Regions from separate parts of the Ovis aries genome. Here region 2 is linked to region 1. Evidence: chromatin contacts called from public Hi-C data. All regions are on one chromosome and are shown on one strand. The core of a region is the stretch at or near the end of the contact, and the rest is flanking DNA. Distances in the headings are between cores, read along the strand shown.

Region 1 (4,526 bases), core at 1,396-3,895:
GGAAAAAGAATAACAAGCCTTACTTCCTTTCATTCACAAATTTTTTACTTTATAATCAAAGAAAATAAATAACATATGACTTTCACAGTCAAAAAAATAGGTAATGTACTTACAGCTGAGTTATCACTTAATAGTCTGAATTCTTAAGCAGCTACTGACTTCTAACTGCTTTAGAACCAGAATACATTTTTAATGGCTCACTCCTTCGCTCAGAAATGTATCACACCTTGTTTTACACAGAGATAACATCTTCTCAGAACACATGCTACTCTGTCACTAAGCTTAATAAGTTTTAGATAAAATTCAAATAAAAATTTTATAATGCAACCATAATTTTTTTTCTTCATCCACACTGAGCCTCACCTTTCACAACACTTAAAAACAATCTTAGACATTAAACACATATACCTCAAGCATATAAAATTCATTACATTGTTTTTGTAGCCATAATAATTGGACTAATAAATACTGACTCTAAAAAACTAAAAACTTATTAGGGTGGGATTTAAATGGCACAACTCACAAGAGGGTAGGGAGAAATAATGATTTCTACCAAACTGGCAGCAACAATATGCCAAGTTTCCTATGCTGAACTAGTGTAAACAGGAAGAAAAGGACCTGGGGGTGGGAAGCAGGCAGGCAAGGGCACAACCCTCCTCAAGACATAGCTTTACTTCCAAATTTCACCAGGGTACTACCTCTGTTCAGTGTTTTCAATAGCCCCTGCCACTCTCTATGAAACACACAGGCTGGTGCTCAGAAAACGACTGGAAGCTGTAGTCCCTGTTGGACATAAAAGTCCAACAGGGGATCAGAAATACTTCTAAACATCTAGGCAGTCAACCCCACTGTTACTATATCAACTTTAAAGATGAAACAACAGGAACCACCAATGAACCACAAAAATATTCACACATCACCTTTGGAGCCACCACAGCTACAAAACTCATTTATAAGATAAGCACCACTCAGGATAGGGTTGGATGAGAAAGGGGATAAAGACAAAGCTTACAGACTCTTTTTCTGGCATTGCTTGAGGCATCAAGTAGACACGGAATAAAGGGGAGCCTGGCTCTGTAAGTCATGCCAAAAGAAACAAGATTCCACATGCCAGGGGACTGAGTGCCCAACACAGAGAGCAAAGGGCAATCATCTCATGGCTTTCTGACCAAAGAAAGATGAGCTGCTTCACCTGAAATTCTTTCAAAGGAAGTCTAATGGTCTCCACTTCATCACTCACCTTGAGTGAACTCGACAAGCCCTCCTCAGAGAACAAGGGGAAACTTGGCTACCAGAAATAGCAAGTGCTCCACCCAAAACCAAGAAACACCCCTGTAGTCGAAGTTATCACGGCCCTCTACCCCAAATCAGTCTTCTACAAGAAGACTCCAAGCCAAAAAGTCAAGTTCTCCATTTTCCCAAACGGCTAACAACCCAGCATTTTTTTTTTTTTTTTTCCCCGTAAGTGCCTCTGAGATAAGCCCCTCTCCCTTCCCGTACTCTGGAGCCCAGAGCTCCAATCCCGTCAGAAAAGTTCCCTCCCGCAGGACAACCTCCTCTCCTTCACTTTTATTCACGTTTTCCCCGGGTCTAGCACGCCCGGTCCTCCATTAGTAGATCCCACCCCTTCCCGGGCACAGCTCTTCGGAAAGTCCTCTTTCTTATCCTACTCACTTGTCCTTCCCTGTAAAGTTTTCCCCTTTTTCCTGTCTGTCCTCGAATGGAGACACACACTTTAATAAGAGAGACGCACACAAATGATCTGTTCTCAGTTCTTAACTCCCAAGTCTCACCCGCGCGCCAGGTTCTGCCTGCCCACGGCACCCAATTCTCTCCCAGAGTTTCCCCTCAACCCCCGTCATCTTCAGCCTCTAACTCCATACCCCAAGCTTTTTTTCCACTCCGCAAATTCGGATTTTCCGCTTTACTTTTAGCCAACACCACGGCCCCCTTCTTCCCAGGTGGACCCCGTTCCTCGATGCTCAAGCCCTTTTCCTCCTCTTCCCACGTTCCTCGGCCGCTAACAACACTCCTCCGAACCTCAGCACCAGCCCCCCGACCTCCCTTCCGCCTCTCCTGCCCTCCGTGGCCCCACAACTCTCCTCCTATGTCCCCCTCTAGCCCTGCTTGGGCCCCTAATTCCTCCCAGGCCCCGAGGGCTCCCCACACGCCCTCCCCGCCCCTAGAGAGGGGTGTCCCTCAGAGCCCGCCCGGCCCGCCCTGCCGCCGAGCTCGGGTGTCCCTTCCCTTCCCCTCGGGGCCCCGAGGCCGCTGCCAGAGGCTGGCGCGGCGGCGGAGCCGGCTCACCAGTTGGTCATGTCCAGGAAGAAGGCGCAGCCGGCCGGGTTGAGCTGGAAGCCGAGCAACCGCTGAAACTCGGAGATGAGCACGTCCTTGTCCGTGGTGCCCAGGCAGCTGAACTTCTGCATCAGCTCGGGGTCCAGGTCCACGTCCATACCCTCCATGGCTGGGGCCGGACACTCGCTTCCCCGCCTCCTCACAACCAAGCAGCCGCCGCGCCGCCGGGCCCGGGGACCGGGAGGGGGCCCGCTGCTAGCTGGCGCCGCGAGCCCGCTCCGCTGAGGTAGGCCCCGGGCCTCTCACCGCCTCATCGGGGTAAACTCTCTCAGCCGCTCACTCGCTCTCGCGCTCCCCCCCCCCCCCCCCCCCCCGGCGCCGCCGCCTCCACCGCCGCCGCCTCTAGCTGCGCCGCCGCCTCCGCCTCCTCCCGCGCCGCGCCCACTGCGCAAGCGTCGCCTGCCTAGGCCCCGCCCCTTCCTCTCGGAGGCCCGCCCTCAGTGGCGTCACAACCCCGTGACGTCCCCCGCGTGACCTCACCACGGTGGGGCGAGGGGGCGGGCGGAAGGAAGGAGGAAGGGGAAGGCCAGGAGGCGCGAGGAGGTGACTCCCGGCCTGACCTTTTCCTCGCCCCGCCCCTACCCTGAGGAGGAGGAGTTAAAACCTCGGGCTTGAGCAGGGGGGAAAGCTAGGGGCTCTTGGGTCTACGACGGTGCGAGCATTTTGGAGATGAGGAAACTGAAGTCGGGAAAGAAACTAGAGACTAGGACGAGATCCAAGTACCAGATTGCACGCAGGACCCATTCTTCTTCGGAGCCAGGGCTTTGCCCCTCGCGCTGGAAGGGCTTGTTTGCATGTTTCTAGAGCTGCTTTCGCAGAGGGATAATGCCCTGAATAGTTGGTTGCCGGCCACACACTTGGTGGCACCGGTGATGTTTTGTTATGCAACGGTAGTCTCCAGTCTCCGGAAAGTAAAGGAGGCCTCAATGCAAACGGCAGTCACGGGTCCATGCCAACACCGCATATAATCTTCCACCCACTCCGTCAACACCAAGCCTCTCAAAATAAAGTTTAAGTCATGAGAATGTGACCTGCCTTGTTTCGTTTTTAGAAGGCAAAGTGTTACTGTGCATATAGTACTTATAGTACCTGATCAAGGCCCCATTTCGAAACTAAAGAATAAGAAAGGAAGCATAGGGACTGCCTGGTCTACCTCCCTTCATTCCTTCTCGCACCACGTTTGCCCGACACTCTCCTACATCCCCATGGGGGAAGGACGAAAAAGAAATGATCTGTCTTTAAGTGGCTCTCTGTCTTAAGGAAAGTAAGATCCAGAAAGTTTGTACGCCTTGTCCGAAAATACAGAGCTGCAAAATTAGAAACTATCTTTCATTCCTACGTTTTCCATAACAATTTCAACAAGTAGACAGCTAGAATAAGAGACCAGCAGCATCTGGGGTGCCATGAGATTTTGGAAAGGCAAAAAGATTCTACTTCCTTCTGTCCTACTACCAAATGAGACTAACAGGTTTTAAAAACTTCTGAGGTCCCACGCCTTTGGGAAAAATCCTCATTCTGCCAGTTATCGCTAATCATGGTGCTTGTCCAGATTGGTTTGTTGTAAGGATTACAGAGTTGACAATATATGAACTCAGTACCCTGCCTGCTCCCTAAGAAGCACTCAAGAAATGGTAACTAATATTGTGATCATAAACTTGAGGAGATGACTGTGGGGTTAGATAGGAGTCTAGTCAAGGCTATGGTTTTTCCTGTGGTCATGTATGGATGCGAGAGTTGGACTGTGAAGAAGGCTGAGCACCGAAGAATTGATGCTTTTGAAATGCGGTGTTGGAGAAGACTCTTGAGAGTCCCTTGGACTGCAAGGAGATCCAACCAGTCCATTCTGAAGGAGATCAACCCTGGGATTCCTTTGGAAGGAATGATGCTGAAGCTGAAACTCCAGTACTTTGGCCACCTCATGCGAAGAGTTGACTTATTGGAAAAGACTCTGATGCTGGGAGGGATTGGGGGCAGGAGGAGAAGGGGACGACCGAGGATGAGATGGCTGGATGGCATCACTGACTCGATGGACATGAGTCTGAGTGAACTCCGGGAGTTGGTGATGGACAGGGAGGCCTGGCGTGCTGCCATTCATGGAGTCGCAAAGAGTCGGACACGACTGAGCGACTGAACTGAACTGAACTGAATACAAGCAGACAGGGACGACT
Region 2 (4,526 bases), core at 920-3,419, 150 kb after region 1:
GCCCTCCGTTTCAATGTCAATTGGCATCGACCCCAATTTCCTCACCAGGAAAACCAAGAAGCTATTTGAAATTCCCTTGGCAGTGGCTTTTTAAAGTCTTCATTGATTTGTTACATTACTGCTTCTGTTTAATGTTTTGGTTTTTCGGCTGCGAGGCAATGGGATCTTCGCTCCCCAACCAGGGATGAAACACGCACAGCCTGCATTGGAAAGTGAAGTCCTGACCACTGGATCGCTAGGGAAGTCCCCTCTTTGAAGCAGCTTTAACGCCTAAGGGCAGTGATTAAAAATTCTGACCTAATGGTTGAGTTACTTACTGGAACTCAGACGGCTCTAAGGTTTCCTCTCCTTTCTTACCCCAACTCTGCGACTGTATATCTAAAGGGTTATGGTGAGCTCGACTGTCTTAGCTTGGGAGGGACCAAACAGGAGGCCTGTCGGGCGAGAAGTGACACAAGCTACTCCGGCCTCATCGACACATCTCTCCCTACCTCGCCTTCTTCAGCGGCGGCCTCTTTCAATTCCCCGTCTCCGTCACCGTCAGTTTCCTCCGGGATTCCGTCCATATCCGTAACCCTGGGGCCCCCAGGAGCCGCCGTCGTCTCCTCTGATTCCCCGGTCTCTCCACCTTTTTCCGTGGGCGATTCGCAGGCATTATCCATCGCGGCTAGAACCTAGGAGAGGAGAACGCGCCCCTGTCAGACTCCCGAGCTCAGGACGCCGCGCAGATCCGCGGCTCCGCAGCTTACTTCCGGTCGTCGCGCTGCGATGACATCACCAACACCGCTGCACCGAGGGGTTATTTAGACACGCGCCCAGAGGGTTGCAGGGCTTCGGTTTACTTCTTATTTGGTGGCGGTGCGGAGAGGGGAAGTTGAGGGTACGGAAATCAGTTTGTGGATTTTCTACCTTGAGAAGCCCGCATTTATAAAGGAGGGCTTTGTTGTTTAATGAAGGGCTCCTTTTTCTTTCCGTCCTTCTCAAAGCACAACCTGTTAACGCCTTCCTAATCTGCTTTCCTCAGAGGAAAGTTTGCGGACAGGAGAAAACTCCATCTGTTCGCCCTTGTGGAAAGCAGCTCCCGGGCAAACGCAGACAGGAACTCAACCTTGTACGCGTTCAGTTGGACCTCAGAGGCTTGTGTTAACATGGAATTGTCAGCATTTCTCTTTTGTTCCTCAAGCACCTAAAAACAGTCGTACAGCTTGAACTGAATTTATCCAATTTGATTACTAACTCCACAACTACTGAGCGCCTTTTTCGAGCCAGAAACAGCCCTAGTACCAGAAGCAAAACAGGCAGTTTCTGCCGAATTGCATATTTCCCAATTCACCAGTACTCGAGATCAGAGTCGGTTTTACAAATCTGACCTTTAATGTCAGTTTGGTTCACATCCGTCAAAAATAAGAGGAAACAGGGCTTCCCTGGCAGTTCAGTTGTTAGAACTCCGTTTCCATTGCAAGGGGGCGATGGTTCGATTGGGGAGCTAAGGTCCTCCATGGTGGGGCGAGGGGGAGGGCAGTAAAAAAAAAAAAAAAAAAAAAAAGAGGAAACAAATCCTAAAGGGAGGGAAGTCTTTTCTTTGAATGTTTCGCTTTAACGAGCCATTTCAAGATTGGGAACATGAAGTGGGGTTATACTCCCTTTTAAAATTCTCCTCTCTTTCCTCATGAGGTGAGGAGGCGGGCACTTTATTCACATCTTTAATCACTAGGTTCCCAAACCCATGACATATTTATGGTGGAGAGGGAATGGGCTTGCAAATGTGGGTGCGCGTTACCACACTTCTCTTTGTTTCTACACTGCCTGGATGAATTACCGTATTTCCTGTCTTCCGAGTCCCCAAAACCTCTGGAGAAGGAGCGCACTTCGCGGGGCTCGGACAGGTGGACCGCGCTCGTCACCTTCCACTTGTACAGCGGGTGACCCCACGACGCATCCCTCTTGCCCGGGAAGGCTTATCAGGGCGCAGCCGGGTCCACTCGGGGCAGACCGCAGCCACCTGCTCTGGCCCGCGCGGCCCCGCCCAGCTAGGTGGGCACGGGGGCGGGGCGCGGGGGCGCGGTGACGCGTGACGCCGGATCCCGGAAGTGACGCGCCCCTGAGGGACAAGGCGGGGGGAGGGGGGTGGTGTCCCCGGCCGGCTCGGGGGGTGCGTTGCCCGGAGACAGAAAGTTTGGGAGCCAGAACGGGTTCGGCGGCGGCCCAGGGAACGGGGTTCAGGGGGCGGCGGCCCTGGGGATGGGGAAGGAGCAGGAGCTGCTGGAGGCGGCCCGCACCGGACACCTCCCGGCCGTGGAGAAGCTGCTGTCCGGGAAGCGGCTCTCCTCAGGCTTCGGGGGCGGCGGCGGCGGCGGCGGCTCTGGAGGCGGTAGCGGCGGCGGCGGCGGCTCTGGAGGCGGCGGCGGCGGTCTTGGCTCCTCGAGCCATGCCCTGTCCAGTCTGCTCAGGTAGGTAACGCTCCGGGTCCGGGTAGCTCTTGGAGACCCCCCCTTCCCCCGCCCGTCGCCTGGGTCCCCGGAGAGATTGGGGCTCCGGAGACCCTGGCGGGCTGGGTTTGCTAGGTTTCCCGGGGAGAGGGCAGGCGGCCCGAGGGGCGAGGGGCGCCGGTGCGGGTCCGCGCGGCGTCGGGCTGTCCTCATCTCCCGTCCTTACCGGGCTGCGAAGAATAGTGGGAGTGCCCAGGTTGCAGTCTCCGCCGCATGGCATAGCCCGGGCTTCACCGTCGGGTGCCAGCTGTTGTATCTCACAAGCCACTTTAGGGGGGAAAAGATGTGTATTTTGAATCTCCCTCATCTCCTGCAGAAACTCCCACGCCTTGGAGAATCGCGCGGTTCCCCTGGAAGAAATTCTCTCGATTCCATTCTTTGGGGAACTTGGAACCTTCCACCAGGCTCTGCAGGACGTGGCTTTTGTTGTTTATATTAAAATCGTCTCTAGGTTTATCACGTTCAAAGTGTTCTTTGAGTCCCTCTTGTGCTTGAAGCTTAAATTCCAGTTCCTTGTAGTGAACCTCACTGGATTAGTCTGTTAAGTGGCAGATGCACGGTTCATCAATCAGGGGGTTTATTCATCAAAAAATAAAGCGTTAGAAGGACTTGTCTAGGACACTGAGGAGTGCTTTAAACTTTTCCGAGGTCTGTTGTTAAACACTTGAATCTGGAGCTGTAAGGATTGAGAGGAAAAGGTCGTTTTTTGTGTGGCTTGGAGGGGATTGGAGGTGCTTTGTCAGTGTGAGTAAAATGTGATGTTTCAGCAGCACTTTCATAGCCGGTTTTCTTTTCCTTCCTTGTTCTTTTGAGGTTTTTAAGAAGTGGAAGTTCACTTAGAAATGGTTTCGTTTGCTTTTGTTCCCCATTAGTTTATGTAACTTCAGTTTGAGTGAGCTTGGACCAAAGAAGCCTAAGGCTCTATTAAATTGTTAGGTATTAATCACTGAGTACAAAGCCAGGCCTATACAGGAAGATACTAAAAAGCAGTCTAAGAGAAGAATGCTCCCAGGGAGTTCTTTAGGGGAGGCAAAAATCAGTACCATTTGTGGCAATTTCTACAGCTCCCTAGGACAATGCTGTCACATAATTAGTACTCAAGGTTTGTTGAATAAATACAAGTATTAATTAGGGAATGACACATTTCTACATAAGCTGATGGTGGTACTCACTGTTAGTAGTTCAAAAAAATGAGACGTTACTTTGGGATGGGATGAGGTGGAGATGAGGAGGGGGACTTCAGCTGATGTGAGGGATGTGAGGATTTGGGTAGGTGACGCACTATGAGAGCATTCCAGGTGGGCCACCATTGTCAGGGGCACAGCGGTCTCCTTTGTGCTAGTGGGTCACTAGAAGAGCTCTCTGCCCAGAGCTTCAAGTGGTTGGGTAGGATAAAAGGAAATAATGGACAGCTGTACTAAATCCATCTTTCAGAGTGATTTAGTCTTTCTTTATTTTTCTGATTCTTGTATCAGTGCCTGACACAGGTGTTCAGTAAATGTACTTTGAATGCATAATTTGGGTTTGGAATTTTACCTGGATTACTTAGATATTTCTGCACTTCTGATGTCTGAGATGAGAGAAAGGCCATACCGATTTGGAGGTGCCTGTCTCTTATGCATTGAAGGCTACAGCATTTGTGTGCCAGAGATACCTTATTCTCTAGTATATCCTCCTGAAGTGAGAAACTTTCACGTATCTCCTGCCTTCAAGCACAGGTCAGGTTACTCTTAGCTCTCTCACTCAGGGACTATTGACATTTTGCTGAGAATTTAGCGCCCTGTAGTTAAGCAAGACTAGAAAATCTTTGTTGATTTTTTTTTTTTTTTTTACTTTGGGTTTCATGCTAATATGTCCAGTTTCTATAGTACAGAGTAGATGGCTTGTGTAAGAGAGCTTGCTCCTTCTGACCTGCTCCGGTATCTGTTATCCAGGTGGTAGATGGCCTCAGAGCTGCCCTGGCGTCTTGTCCCTGTGACTCCTGCGGGCAGGGAGGACCTGCAGGCACTAGTTACACTAGGTGTGTCATTAATTAGG

Evidence for each region. Hi-C and Micro-C count contacts between places; a contact is called where the count stands out from the background.
Region 2: a Hi-C map of blood shows a contact between it and region 1, with 4 times the contacts expected there. The contact joins the promoter of ANKS1A here to the promoter of ILRUN in region 1. A contact is called at or near these places in 2 of 16 Hi-C or Micro-C datasets (blood and skin fibroblasts).

Annotation. Positions count from the first base shown.
Region 1 is chr20:8,871,218-8,875,743 of ARS-UI_Ramb_v3.0, forward strand. It overlaps ILRUN (inflammation and lipid regulator with UBA-like and NBR1-like domains), which reads right to left and starts at 2,646. Exons shown (of 5, transcript XM_042237257.2): 1 at 2,308-2,646. The coding sequence starts at 2,465.
Region 2 is chr20:9,019,965-9,024,490 of ARS-UI_Ramb_v3.0, forward strand. It overlaps ANKS1A (ankyrin repeat and sterile alpha motif domain containing 1A), which reads left to right and starts at 2,170. Exons shown (of 24, transcript XM_042237563.2): 1 at 2,170-2,450. The coding sequence starts at 2,242. TAF11 (TATA-box binding protein associated factor 11) reads right to left here and starts at 753. Exons shown (of 4, transcript XM_060403100.1): 1 at 492-753. The coding sequence starts at 662.